2 separate regions of the Rattus norvegicus genome follow, and region 1 is linked to region 2. Evidence: chromatin contacts called from public Hi-C data. All regions are on one chromosome and are shown on one strand. The core of a region is the stretch at or near the end of the contact, and the rest is flanking DNA. Distances in the headings are between cores, read along the strand shown. Region 1 has its middle 41 kb from the start of Atp5mgl1. Region 2 holds the start of Lingo1 (leucine rich repeat and Ig domain containing 1).

Evidence for each region. A called contact is a pair of places that touch in the nucleus more often than the background predicts.
Region 1: a Hi-C map of frontal cortex shows a contact between it and region 2, with 2.2 times the contacts expected there. The contact joins the enhancer-like site here to the promoter of Lingo1 in region 2. A contact is called at or near these places in 3 of 12 Hi-C or Micro-C datasets (Schwann cells, frontal cortex and prefrontal cortex).

The regions. Positions count from the first base shown.
Region 1 is chr8:66,000,523-66,007,179 of GRCr8, reverse strand. It overlaps a transcript of Lingo1 not described here. Among named protein-coding and RNA genes, the nearest start is that of Atp5mgl1, 41 kb to the left of the region's middle. Within about 2 kb of position 3,004, at least 11 of the 93 cell types and tissues checked have an H3K27ac peak or open chromatin away from gene starts, as enhancers often do.
Region 2 is chr8:65,919,062-65,925,913 of GRCr8, reverse strand. It overlaps Lingo1 (leucine rich repeat and Ig domain containing 1), which reads left to right and starts at 1,748. Exons shown (of 2, transcript NM_001100722.1): 1 at 1,748-1,986. The coding sequence starts at 1,981.

The DNA of each region.
Region 1 (6,657 bases), core at 1,755-4,254, 80 kb before region 2:
CCAAGGTCCCTCCATATTGTGCCGTAAGACATGAGTTTCTTCCTTTTTGAAAGATGACTACTATTCCACCCTGTGTGCACACCCGGATGCTTCTCTGCTCACCAGTAATACACTGCTCTTTCGTCCTGGCCGCTGAGGAACAGTGCTGAAGAAATTGGGTGGCAAATGTCTCCGATGTCCTCTCTTTGTTCTCTCCGATATCCAACCAGAGGTAGATTGCTGGTTCTTAAGAATTCTATCTTAACATTTTGGAGGCACACCCCCTCTGCTCCTCCCCAGTTGCCTGCACTGATTTGTATCCATCCTACCAACAATGTGTAAAATTTGAATTTTCCCATGTCCTTGCCAGCTCTTGGCTAGCATTCTCCTCTTCCATCACTTCTATTTTTTTGAGACAGGGTTTCTCTATGGAGTTCTGGTTGTCCTGGTACTTGCATGGTAGACCAGGCTGGGCTGGAACTCACAGAGATCCACCTGCCTCTGCATCTGAGTGTTGGGATTAAAGGTGTGCACCAGGCCCAGTGGCCCTTCACTACCTAAGAAGATGCTATTATCATTATGAATGTGTGTGTGTGTGTGTGTGTGTGTGTGTGTGTGTGTGCACTCACATGTAGTCATGGGCACACATAGGATGGCGCCTGTGTTGTGGCCAGGGGACAACTCTGAGGCATCAATGCCCTCCTTTCCCTTTATGTGATTCCCAGGGCTGGACTAGGCTTACCAGGGTAGCAAAGCAAGAGCCTTCAGAGCCACCTGGCTGCTTGTCACCACTTCCTTTGTTTCTCTGGGTTTCTTTGTTTGATTTCAGAATGAGAAGTCCTCATGTGGCATAGGCTGGCCTTGAACTTGCCATGTTGTGGAAGATGAACTGAACTCCTGATCCTCCTGCTTCTGCTTCCTACTGTTGGGCTTGTAGCTGTGGGCTGCCACGGCCCCAACGACCACCTCACACAGTCCACCTGGATCTTCCTTCTTCAAGTAGGAGCTTTTAGTGTCATGACCAGCGTACCACCAGATCTAACCCATAAACCTTGTTCTGCTGCCTTCTGGGAATTCTGTCATGGCTGGTTGGATGTTTAGGCTTTTTGGCCATTTTCAGTGGATGCCCGTGCTTGCCCACACTTTTCATATAGTGTCTGTCTATGCGTCACTTCCTCCTTCCCAGGTTAGGCAGTGCTCACAGTCCACCAGGACGGTGTGAGTTTGCAGGGAGGTGGGCTTCTCCTATTCCCAAATATCTATTGTCATGAGTGTGGCCAGTAACTCTGTGACAAAGAAGAGGCCTCGAGAGTTTTTATGCCAGACCAGCAGCCCAGAATCAGCTGAACAGTTGGAGTTAATGCTTCAGTGAGCACTTTTGGGCTCTGGCTGAAGTCACATGACAGTGAAGAGTCCCACATGTACCATTGAGAGATGGCTGGCTTTCATCTTGGTGCTCAGCCAACTCTTGAAAACCAAAGAGAACTTTGTAGCTAGAAGAATGGTCTGAGCTGGGCAGTGGTGGCCCACACCTTTAATCCTAACACACAGGAGGCAGAGGTAGGTGGATCTCTATGAGTTCCAGTCCAGCCTGGTCTAGAGAGCAAGTTCCAGGATAACCAAGGCTACAAAGAGAAACCCTGTCTCAGAAAGAAGGAGAAGCAGGAGGAGGAGAAAGAGAAGGAAGAGAAGGAAGAGGAGGAGGAGGTGGTGGCACTGGGGCTCTAAGGTTTGGGGTGGGGGTGAGGCAGGTAGATGACCACTAGTATTCCCTAACTGTGATATGTCGGACCTGCTGGGTATGGTACTCTTGGGCCATTAGCCATGATCAGGAATTGTTCAAGCCAGCTGTTCAACGCAGAAGTCCACACTACTCTGGATCCTGGACTTCACAGGTCTGAGAGGTACAGGTTTGTCTCTCCTGGGGCGACCTGAAAATCAGGGTTCACAGGTTGTGCCTATTACTTTCTGTGGTCTATCCCTGCCACGGACTTCAGTTTCCCTATCTGTAAAATAAGCATTGTTCTCTTATAATGGGGACAGTGTAGGGTTAAACAAGATGGTGTACTTAGATCTGTGCTAGGAGCAAGATGGGGAAACTGACACCCCCAAAGTGTACAAGCTTCTGTTCTACCTGGGTTCTGTGACAGGAAGCTGGTGGAGCTCACTGGACCTGCCTCTGGAGGAGCCACACTTAAGTCAGCTCCGGGCATTCTGGAGCAGCCCAAAGTCATGAGGATGTTGTTGTTCCCTTTGCTGTGATATTCCATATAGTCAGGGTGGTCTGTAGGAAGGCCCCCTAAGAGACCTGGCCTGCAGCTCAACTCCGCCATCCACTATCAACCTAATGTCTGCCAATCAGGCAATGGCATCTCGGAGGCCTGCTAGTTGCTCTGTGGTAAGAGACAAAAGTTCACCCACAGGACAGTCACTTTGTCAAGTGGGGCTCTGGTTAAAGGGGGACTAGGGACTCATTGACTTGGGAACTTGGGGAATCTCTTTTTAGTTAGGGATGCCCACCCTCAGGGACATTACGTGCTTGCCTCATTGGGTCTACAGTGGCCTGTGCTGACCTCATCTCCACTTTAGAAATGACGAAGCTGAGTGCAGAAGGAAGGGACCCTTAGGCTAGTCCTGGACTCTGGTTTTCCCATCAAAATCACGGGGACCAGACAGACACATTTGAGTTAATGTTCTGGGTATGATTTATGCCTTCTGCTAAGGAGGCCGGAGAACGCGTGGAGTAGAGAAGGCCAGGTTCATTGGCTAGCCTCTTGCCCACTTCTGCCATCTGCCTGTCCTCCCTGAATCAAGCCTCTTGGACACTCCAGGCCTCCCAAAGGATACCCCTTGTGGGGGGTCAGCAGGGAGACGGCAGCCACCTGTGTGCCCAAGGGTGCTGGCAGAGTTGAATGTCTGTGGGAGCTAGTGGCACTGACTGGACAGGAGGACAGGGCCTCCCCTTCCCCCTCTGCTCCTGCTCAGGGCAGCGAGTGGGAGAAGCCCTGGGCAGCTGGGTTTTGTGCCCACTATATATAGCCCGGCTCAGACACGCACAGCGGCTATTTCTGTGTTCCTCCTCCTACTGAGGCAGGGGGAGGGGAGAGAAAGTAGTCCATCTAAAAATATAACCGGGAAAAATCACAGCGCTGAGCCGCACCCGAGATCTGTCTCCTTCTCTCGCCTCCACCCCCGCGCCCCTACTTACCTCACTTCTGCCTTGAGGGTGCTATCAGGCTGTGGCTCCTCCTCACCCTGTCGCAGCCTCCTGGTGCCCAGGGGGTGGGGCTGGAGCTGGAGACACTGATGTCTAAGGATGGGTGGCTCCGGTGGGAGCCACAGGTTCTGAGACTAATCTCTTCGGTCCCTTAGGATGCAGAGAGGCGCAGTCTGCTGGCTGTGGCCTCAGAGGACTGGGGTCAGGACTCCGCCCTAAGCCTCAGTTTCCCCTTAATGGTGAAAAGTGCGCCTCTTATCCGAGATAAATGAGGATGAGGGTTAGCAACCAGCCAGGCACAGCAAAGTGTGCAGGACCCGGCCCCAGGTGTCATGACTACCCTGATGTTCTCTATCTTCACCGAATCCCACCCACCCTGGGAGCGTCTCCAGGACAGGGCAAGTCAGCCCAGAAGTGCAGTGCCCACTATGGCATTGTGACGGCAACAGTTGTTGGGAGTCACAGTTGCCCAGTCAGGTAGGGGAGTGAGGACGCCTGAGCTGCCTCAGGCTGCACCCTGCTATGAGGCTGTACTGGGTCTCTGACCTCCTCAGGGAGGCTTAGAGAGGGAAGCAATGTCTCCTGGGTCACACAGCTGAAGTGGTTGGTCAAGAAAACAGGCTGCTCCCCACCCCACGCATACCCCAAGCCCCCAAGTGGGCAGGCATAGGGCGCCTCCTCTGTGGTTTTCCCTTCTCCGGATGTGGGAGCCTCTGTTGGGTCTGGAAAGGCTCCCCCACAGAACACCCCTCCTCATGTCATCACAGCTCCTGGTCTCTGCTCCTGCCCTGCGAGGCTGGACCAAACCCACGGCATGCATCCTGCATTATTGAAGGCCTCTGGGTATAGGCTGGAACTCTGTGAATACTAGGCCAGCCTAGTCTACATAGCAAATTCCAGACCAGCCTGGGATAAATATTGAGATTCTGACAAAAACAAACAAACAAACCAGCAACAACAAAACAAACAGTAACAACAAAACATTTTTAGAAAGATGCACTTATTTCTTTAATGTATGTGAGCACACTGTCGCTGTCCTCAGACACACCAGAAGAGGCATCAGATCCCATTATAGATGGTTGTGAGCCACCATGTGGTTGCTGGGAATTGAACTCAGGACCTCCGAAAGAGCAGTCAGTGCTCCTAATCACTGAGGCATCTCTCCATCCCCAGCAAAACAACCTTTTATAACTTTTTAAAAGTCAGATGTGACCCAGGATGTATTACCTGCTTTTACCATTCAAGCAACCATGAGGTAGGAGTTAGCATTCTGAGAGGTTTGGTGCCTGGTCCTTGGTCACACAGCTGGTAAGTGGCCAACTAAAGATTTGCTCACGGGCCACCAAGCTACAAAGTCAGCAATCTTTTCGCTACTAGGCAGGGTGCTACTCTGAATCCCCAGAGAGTTGCCCTGGGTGGGCTTGGAGCATACTTTTGTTCCTGGGCCTTTCGACAGCCGAGTGCAGTGGGGTTGATCATGGCTGTGTGGAGCTAAGGCTGTGTTTGAGGTGACTATGTCATGGAGAGTGAGCTGTCTTCTCTGGCCAACGCTGAGCTTTGCGGAGGCATTAACAAGCCATTTAAAAAGCGCTGACAACACACTTTGCAGCCTCCTATTTAAGACGCACTAAAAAATAAGCACCTTCTCAGGGAGGAAGCTGCAGCTCAGCGGGTGAAATATGGTCGTGGTGTCACCTGCGAACCTGTTACCCATAGGCTGGGGGCGGTGGCAGTGGGATCACAGGAGGCCTTGGAAGGTGACAGGTACTTGGTGAGCTGGGGGGGGGCAGGGCGGGAATCCTCAGCTTCTGTCAGGGGACACAAGAGAGGTCTGCAGCTTTGGGGGGATTTCGTGGGCTGTGGGAGGCAGAGGAAATGAACAGGCTGTAGGCTGCTCATTTCCCGAATGGAGAAGCCAAGACCCAGCAGTGAAAATCCTAACTTCCAACTGTCCTGAACGCAGCCCTGGCCTGGCCCAAGTCCATGGTACAGGAGCTGCTCCTGTGTCTCCCTCCTGGTCTTAACTCCTATCCAGACATTCCTGGGACCAGGAAAGGCTTGGGTTTAGAACAAGCCAAACACTGAGTGAACAACAGGGAACGGGAGCGAAAATACAACCAAACTATCAAAGAAGAAAAAATATTGAACACAAATAACATCATCCACGACATAAGAAGCAACAAAAGAAGACCATCCCTGACTCTGAAACAGAGTTTACAGCTTCGTGGTCTCAGGGCAAATAGAGTCTGGGCAGAGTTGCAAGAATGTATCTCCTACCCAGTGGTGGCTGGACAAACGTCACAGAGGGGCTAGCATATGCAAAGGCTCTGCTCCTGGGAGACTCTGTAAGGCCAGCATGGCTGGGGCAGAGCTTTGTGGGGAGCATGATCCCCCTGAAGGGGGCTGGACTCCAGAACGTTCATGAAGGGGGTTAACTGACCTGGGGAGGCTACACACTTGGGTATGGCTGTAGGTAGATTTCATCTTGTTATGTGGGGAAATGGATTCAAGTCAAGATTGTTCCTGGGAGGTAGGGGTGAGCATCCAGGGAGTGGAGGCTTGGACTCACTGGCTTTCTCCGTCTTAGCATTCTCTCCCCAGCCACAGAGGCAACCCCCTTTCCTGGGGTCTGTTCTTCCTTCACCAGGTTGGGAAGCCGGTCAGGGCCAGCATGAGGATCGTAGCGGGGAGCTCTTTCTTGGAGTCAGCTGGAGACACAGCTGGAGACAAGAGATCGAGGTGGAGGAGGTCACTCTGTGTCATCTCTGTGATGTCTAACCCAGGGAGGAGTCACTGCCCAGAGGGGAGAGAAGAAAGTAGCAGGCATTCCCTAATTATGACTGATTGTGACAGCTTGCATCTTTAGTCTGAAAAGTATCTATGGGATAAGGACTGCTTTTCTCAATCGGGATAATTATGTTAATTAAAATGCTTTCTTTATAGCAGTTCTGATTAATAAAAACAGCTCCACTGCTCTCTTTAAACACTCTAACCTTCTGTCACACAGGGAAGGAGGCCCTTTCTCAGCAATTTACACTGATTCCAGGAGACGACCTGCTGCCAGGGTGGCCTGGTGGTGGGCGCTTGGCTCCACACGTGTGAGGATAGGTCCAGGCAGAGGGGACAGAGGAAGGACCAGACAGGCAGCTGGCCCAGCCATGGGCAGCATCCGATGAGCCAGGCCACTGTTGCTGCGTCTGCGGGAGAATGATAATACCACTTACTTCTCTAATTGATGTTTATTTCCTATGGAAAGCATAAAGATAATTAACAAGTCCTAATTAAGAAAACTTATGTGTTGGGGAGCAAGGTGCCCAGGCCAAAATTGTGTCTGCAGTGGAGGGGTGGGAGAAGCTGGGGACTCGTGTAGCTTTGTGAATGGGGAGGGAAAGGGACCAGGGACGCAGATGCTGGAGCATCCGGGGAGAAGCTCTGCCCACACACCCTAGAGGAAGTGGCTG
Region 2 (6,852 bases), core at 499-2,998:
TTTGTGCAACTCTTTGGACTATGTGTGTGAGGCTGGTCTGTGGAAATCAAGACAGTGCTGGGGGTGGGGACTTGAAGCTGGCCTCTCCAAGACAGACAGGCATCTCTGAAATGCCAGTCTGGTTCCTTGGAAGGCGAACAAGGCACTGGGAACGGGATCTTTGCCCACCCCAGAAAGGCACAGGCCTTGCGCTGGTCTCTTCCTGCCCTGCACAGCTTCCTTCTTTGCCTGCCTACAAACTACCGGGAGTTCTGAGGTGCTAATGGGGAGAAGGGAACTCTGCCTTGTGGTGTCTTCATTGATGGTTATTCTAATAAAGCTGGCATGGTTTTAAGGGGCATCTGGCTTCAAGCAGATGGAAAGAGATACTGTAGAAGGATGTGAGGTCCCAAAGGGTTGCCTGCCTACACCGCAGCCCTTACCAGGCCACCTTGCCAGGCTAGTCTCTGATCTGTGGCCCAAGAACAGTCTGGGTCTCGATATAAAGGTCTTATTCTTTGGAGTCATCTGAAATGTGGTAACCACCAAACTCAGTATTTATTTTAGGGAGTTAGATGGTAAATAGCTGAGCCCAGACTAAGGGTCTATACTCCCCTCTGCTGGTCACTTAGTAGAGTGTCATGGTCCGGAGCCTTCCAGGTAGACCTGCTGCCCTCTGCTGGACAGGAAACCCTACGGGGTGGAGACTAGGATGCTAAAGCAATTCTAGACCTGGCCCCCGGGTAGACCCACTTAGCCAGCTCGGCCTCCACATCCCCTTCCTGTGCGTCCCAGCGGCCGGCCTCGCCCTAAGATCCCTAGGAAGTGGTGGTGGTGGTGGTGGTGTCTTGTGGGGAGTGGGGGAGTGTCCTGGACAATTCGAGAGGAGGGGTCAAGACCTGACCCTCCTCAAGCCGTCCTCTAAACAACCGTGGCCAGGTGGGGGTCCCTGTCTGTCCACGTGCGTGTGTCGGTCCACATGGCAGTGTGCAGTGACCCCAGTTAACACGTGTGAACACACGCGCTCACATGCACACGCATGTGGCCAGAGACAAATCACACGCCAATAGGTGCACGCACTCTGGGAAGACCGCGGGCTGGGCTGGCTTAAGACTTGCTGGAGCCTGGGACCCAGAGGGGCCCTGCGTGGTGCAGGGCGGGAGCGCGGGGGCGCCGGCCCGGGAGCGTTCTTCGTCTGTGCCCCGCTGCCACTCTCGCTGCCCCCTGGGCTCTGGGCAGCTGCCGGGACGCTCCTCGATCTTCGCCTGGTTCTCTGAAAGAAGGACCCCCACCCAGGTTTTGCGGCCGCGCCTTCTCTCTCCTCCCCCGCCCCGCTCCAGAGCTCGCTCACTAGCTCCCTCCCTCCCTCCCTCTGTCCCTCCTCCCTCCCTGGCTCGCTGCTCGCTCCTCTCGCTCCCTCCCCACGCCGCGGCAGAGCGCGGAGCCCGAGCGGGAGCCGGCGCGGGAGCCGGAGCGGGCGGCTGCTCAGGAGGCGGCCGGACCTGGACCGGTCCCGGTCCCGGAGCGCGCGGAGTCCCCACCCGCGCCGCTCGGGCCCCTCTCCCGACGCGGGGCTCAGAGCAGCATGCGCAGCAGCTGTCCACCGGCCCCAGCCCTGGCCCCGGCACCGCTGCGGAGAACGCCCGGCCTCGACCCCGGCCCCAGCGGTAGAGGCGGTGGCGGCCGCTCCCGGCCGGCCCGAGGGACAGAACCAGGCTCCGGGAGCCCGCGACAGGCGTCCTGAGAGCTACGGTTTCTCAGCCCGCCGCGGCCGCGGCCTCAGCCTCCGCCCCCGACTCCTGAGCTCCTGCCCTAGGGCCGGCTGGGCTCCCGCCCGCGTGGGACAGACAGACGGAAAGCCAGCCCTGCGAGGGCGCGCGGACCGGGCGGAGGTGTTGTAGGAGGAGACGGAGGAGGGGGGCTGGGCTGGGGCTGGGGCCGCGCCGGCAAGAGAGACATGCGATTGGTGACCAAGCCGAGCGGACGGACAGCGCGCCCGAGATGCAGGTGAGCCCCTTCGCCTTGGCCGAGCCCGAGTCGGCAGCCCTGCGGCGAGTGCCTCTGGGAGCTGCTGTCGGCCCAGGCTTCACCCTCCTGGGGCTATGTAGGACACCTTGTACCACCCAGACCCCCTTTGGGGTCGCAGGCCTGACCCTCAAGTTTCAAATGATTTTCCCATTTCCCTTCCGCCGGTCCTAACAGATCCCAGGTTGGCAAGCTGGGACCCGTGGTCATCCCTACCATTCTTTTCCATTCCTGCCCTGGTGCCCCCTAAATCATTCTCCCACTCTGGGCAATGGTCACCTAAGAGGATACGTTCTCTGAGCCCTGGGTGAGTCTCCTTCGGTGGACCAGAGACCACCCCCCCGCTTGGGGACACGGCTAGCAAACAGTTTCTCCCCAAGCTCCTGCTCGGATTGCCCCTCTCTCCACAAGAGCCTTGTCAGCCTCTTTCTGGCTCCTTTCTCGCTCCTCCTGGGTGAAAGGGAGGTGGAGGGCGGAAGAAAAGGGAGGGGGGGAGTCCAGTTGAGGAAGACCCAGGAACCTTCGGGGCTCCCCTTTGTCTGCGTTCAGCCCGGCTTCTCACCTCCTCCTGCCCCACTTTTCATACCGAGGGAAATGGGTGGGAAGTGGGAGCCTGCTGAGAAGGGGGAGGTGAGGAAGGAGCCTCTTGTGTATGTCCCCCAAACACACCCTATTCGGGTGGGTTTTGGGCTTCCTGCCCTCTAAGACAACCAGATGTTTCTTTCTGGGTGGGTCCCACTTTGAAGAGGGGTGGGGCCAGGTAGGTGGGCAGTCCCCTGAGGTCTCTTATTGCTGGGGTCCCTGACCAGCCCCTGACCAGCTCTTGTTGTGGCTGCACCTCCCCTTTGTTCTCAAATGCCCTGTGGTGGGTGGGTGCAGTGGCGACTGGGGCACATGGAAGATGGGAACAGCTCTGCCCTGGTGGGTGGGAGTGCAAGAGGCTGCGGTGGGGGCAGGACCATCTGGGCCAGCCCCTTTCTGCCAGCCCAGCCTTTCCTCAGTCCTTGGCTGGGCTTGGACAGCCAGAGGGCGCCCAGCTCTCCTGGTTCCCGGCTCTGGGCTCAGCCCTGCTGGCCATTATGCCAACGACTTTAGCACGGGCCTTGGTGCCAAGGGAGCTCAGGGGCACCAAGCTGGCAGAGATCCTGGGGTTTACCTGGCCCCACTGAGGACTGCTAATGAGGGGTGGTGGGTGTTCCACTGCTCCTGGCCCTTTGTCCTTGTGTGGGCCAAGAGGGGTACAGAGTCCTCAACCCCTGGGAGGGTGCTGGCACATGGTTTGCTTGGGAGGCAAGAGGGAGGTGATAGAAAGGAGAGGCAAAGAAAGCATTGGAGCCATGCTGAAGGTGCCAGGGAAAAGGCACACGGCCTCAGAAGACCCGAGGGCAACACCCAACCACCCGGCCTAAGAAGGGCAGGACCCCCCACACACCTGGTGGGGCTCTTGGCTCTACGTCCCTTCCCCCATCCCTAGCTAAAGTGTATATGAGACAGCCTTGGGCAGAGCTCCATCATACCCTGATGTTTCCTAGACCTGGAGCAAGTGAGGGTTAGGAAGCAGCCTTTACGGGATGGGTGTGTGCTGCATGCTGAGGTTGATGCCTTGTGAGTGGAGGGATCCTCGAGCCTGAGAAGACTGTAGAGAGACGTCTACCTGTCACGATCCTCTTTGATCCTGAGGACTCATCTTTTCCATCCGTCTCTAAACATCCATTTCTCAATCTAGACAATTGTATGTTTGTTTTAATTTTTGAACTCAGAATTCTAGAGAACCCCTGCCCTCCTCCCCCAGAATGAGCTGTTGCTTAGCAAAAAAGTTGAGCAGGTCCTGTGTTCTGATAGCTTCGCTGAACCACTGTTAGGTGCCTGTGAAAGCAGAAGGCTGGCCCTGCAGGCGAGAATCTTGGTCTGGCTTTTGTGTGTGTATGACTTTCCAGCCCCAAGTTCCCCTCCCAGGACAAGCCTACTGACTGGATCTTGTTCTGTCCCTACCAGTCTTCCCCATATGCCTGAATCCTCTCTTGGCTTGGTCTAGCATCCCTTCCTAAAAGGCCCTCTCCTTCCAAAAGCCTCCCCTAGCTGCTCTTAGTGCCCGCAGCTCTAAGGAGCCACATTGGTTTCACAGATGATGGCATAGCAGCCCATTCATTCATGCGTTTATTCTGAACATCCCGCTGAGCTGCCTGCTTGGCTCCTGGGTAGACCTCGTGGGTTACCCTAGTATCTAGGCAACCTTCTGGACGAGGGAAAGATGCCATGAGGCCCTAGGACCTCCTGGCAAGGGCAACCTGGAGGGGACATAGACTCCTTAGCTGCATGAATGAGTAGAGCTAGATACGCACTAAAAATGTCCCAGGTAGACTGGAGAGAGCCAACGCACAGTGCTCCAGAAGTGGGAGTTTCTCTGTGGAGCTGGTCGAGTCCTGACGTAGCATCAGGTTTTGCAGTGACACGGGAATTGGGGGTTTCTAGAGTAAGGGGTCTCTCCAAAGGAAGCTTTGAAAAGGCAGGGTCACTTCTAAACAGGTTTGAGGCCTCTTGATTCTGACCTCTGTGTGAGGAACGGATAAGTGCTTATCTCCGAGTGCCGTGGGCCAATAGAGGCTCTGCTGAGTGTACAGCGTCCCCAGTGTCACCCACCTCACGGTGAGAGTGGACCTGGGAGCCTCAGCTCCACCACTGCCTAGTTCTGTGACTTTGGGTAACTTACTTAACTTCTCTGGGCCTCCATGTCCCTTCCAGTAAAGTGGAGTTAACCAGTCTCTACCTTAGTGGAGGTGATGGCAATTAAGTGTGCTGATACACACAATGAGTGCGCTTAGATGGATGCAGAGCGCACAGTGAGTGCTTAATGAGCACCAGCTACTCAGTTTATATCAGCTATGTGCTTCCGGTTTTCTCATTGTAGGTGGTGCTGAGATGTGGTTTTATAGGTGAGAAAACAAACAGAAGGGCGGAGTGACCTGTCAAAGGCCCCCATCTTGGAGGCGTGAGCTCACTCTAAAGTGCTCTCCTCCTGACCATGGGTGGAAGCTGTGCCTACTGGTCCAGGCCTAGCCGGCTAACTTGTTGATCCATGCATTCGTATTAAAGATAGTAGTACTTGCCAAGGCGTGGTGACACACCCCCGCCATACCAGCCCTTGGGAGGTGGAGGCCGGTGGATCTCTGTGAATTCAAGGCCAGCCTGGTCTACATAGTAAGTTTTATGCTATCCAAGGCTACACATAGTGACACACACACAAAAATAATGAATAAAATAAATCGTAGTGGTGCTCGTGATAGCATAGTGAACATGTGACCCAACTCTCCGACTGCAGCGATTAGACTTCTCTTCTTCCGGCGTACTTCTCCACACTTCACCCTCGACTCCTTTTACTGAGACAATTACCACCCTACATTGTGTGCCTAGATTTCTCTTGCTTCTTGCCTTTGGGGCTGAGGCTGTGGCTCAATGGTAGGACACCTGTCTAATGTGCCTGATGCTCTGGGTTCAATTCCCAGCCCCGAAATAAAACAATCTATTTAGCTATAGAAGAACTCGGGCATTTTTAGTTATTTTTTTTTTTAGCTCTCTATAAAGCATAAACAAATACAGTCCTCTGGAACTGGCTTTTTCACTCATTATCACGTCATTGCAAATGGTAGTGGATATTCAGCACCCATTCATTTTTCCCTGGTGGATTTGGTTGTCACTTGAATGTAACACAGTGTATTCCTGGCCCTCCTATCAGTGAGCATTTGGGCTGTTACTCTTTCTGGCTCCGAGAGTTACTTTTTCTGTTACTGAGTGCTGCCACAAACCCCCTCTCCCTGTCTCCCCAGGCAGGCAGTGTGGGAAGTGCCCTGAACTGTTGGCCTGCATGACATGTTCCTGTTTGGCTTTCCTGGGAACGGTGCTTTCCTGGGAACTGTGCCGATGTGTTTTCCAAATTGGTTGGACCACTTTACTCCCCAGCCCCCCGCCACAGAGGGCGGCCACTCCCACTGCTCCCATCCCCAGACAACTCCACGCTGTCTGTCGGCTGTCTTGATTTTTTTTTTTCTTCTGGATTGAATGAGTGCAAAGTGGGATTTCATTAAAGCCTCGATTTGTGTTTCTGGGATTCAAGGCTGGTAGTGTATGAAAGGGGGTTGGGGCAGGCAGCATCCAGTGTGGGTCGGATGTTCACTCAGGGGTTTTTCCCCTCTTCCCCCACGAAGGTCAGTTTCCTCTGGCATGGCGGTATTGTCTGTAAAAATTCTGAGCTTGAGTGGACAGGAGTGGTGGGAGGGGACCCCACGGAACTGGAAATGAAGGCAGAGCAAGGCTTATGTCCCCATGCAGCAAGAACAAAAGGAGAGGAATTCTGGGAGACCCAGTGTCTCTGGGTCTACTTCAGGGTGGGAAGGACTGACCTGGCTCAGGAGGTACAGGGAGCCTGTGCTCAGCTCTCTGAAGATCCCTTCCTGTACCCTCGCACTGACATGAGGCTGGGACTGGTGACGGGAAGGGTGTGGTGACCAACAGCTGGATAGCCAGATGTGTGCATTCACAACTCTCTGAGGCGCCCTCTCTGATGGCTCTTGCCCGTGCAATGAATGAAGGGTGACCGAGCAAGATGGCTCCTGGCTATCCAAGGGTCCCTAAACCACAAGGCCCGGCAGAGGAACTAAGAAGCCAGGTGCTGACAGGCTAAGTTGGAGTAACTTCCCTGCCAGCCCGGTGTACACACAATTGATTTCACCCGCCTTCCCGCCCAGGCCTGGGCCCCTGGAGCTGGTTAGAGACAAGCGCCAGGGCTGGCGGAATAATTATGCCTATTTCATGTGACACCCAAATTGATTGCCGCCAGGGTGACATTACCAG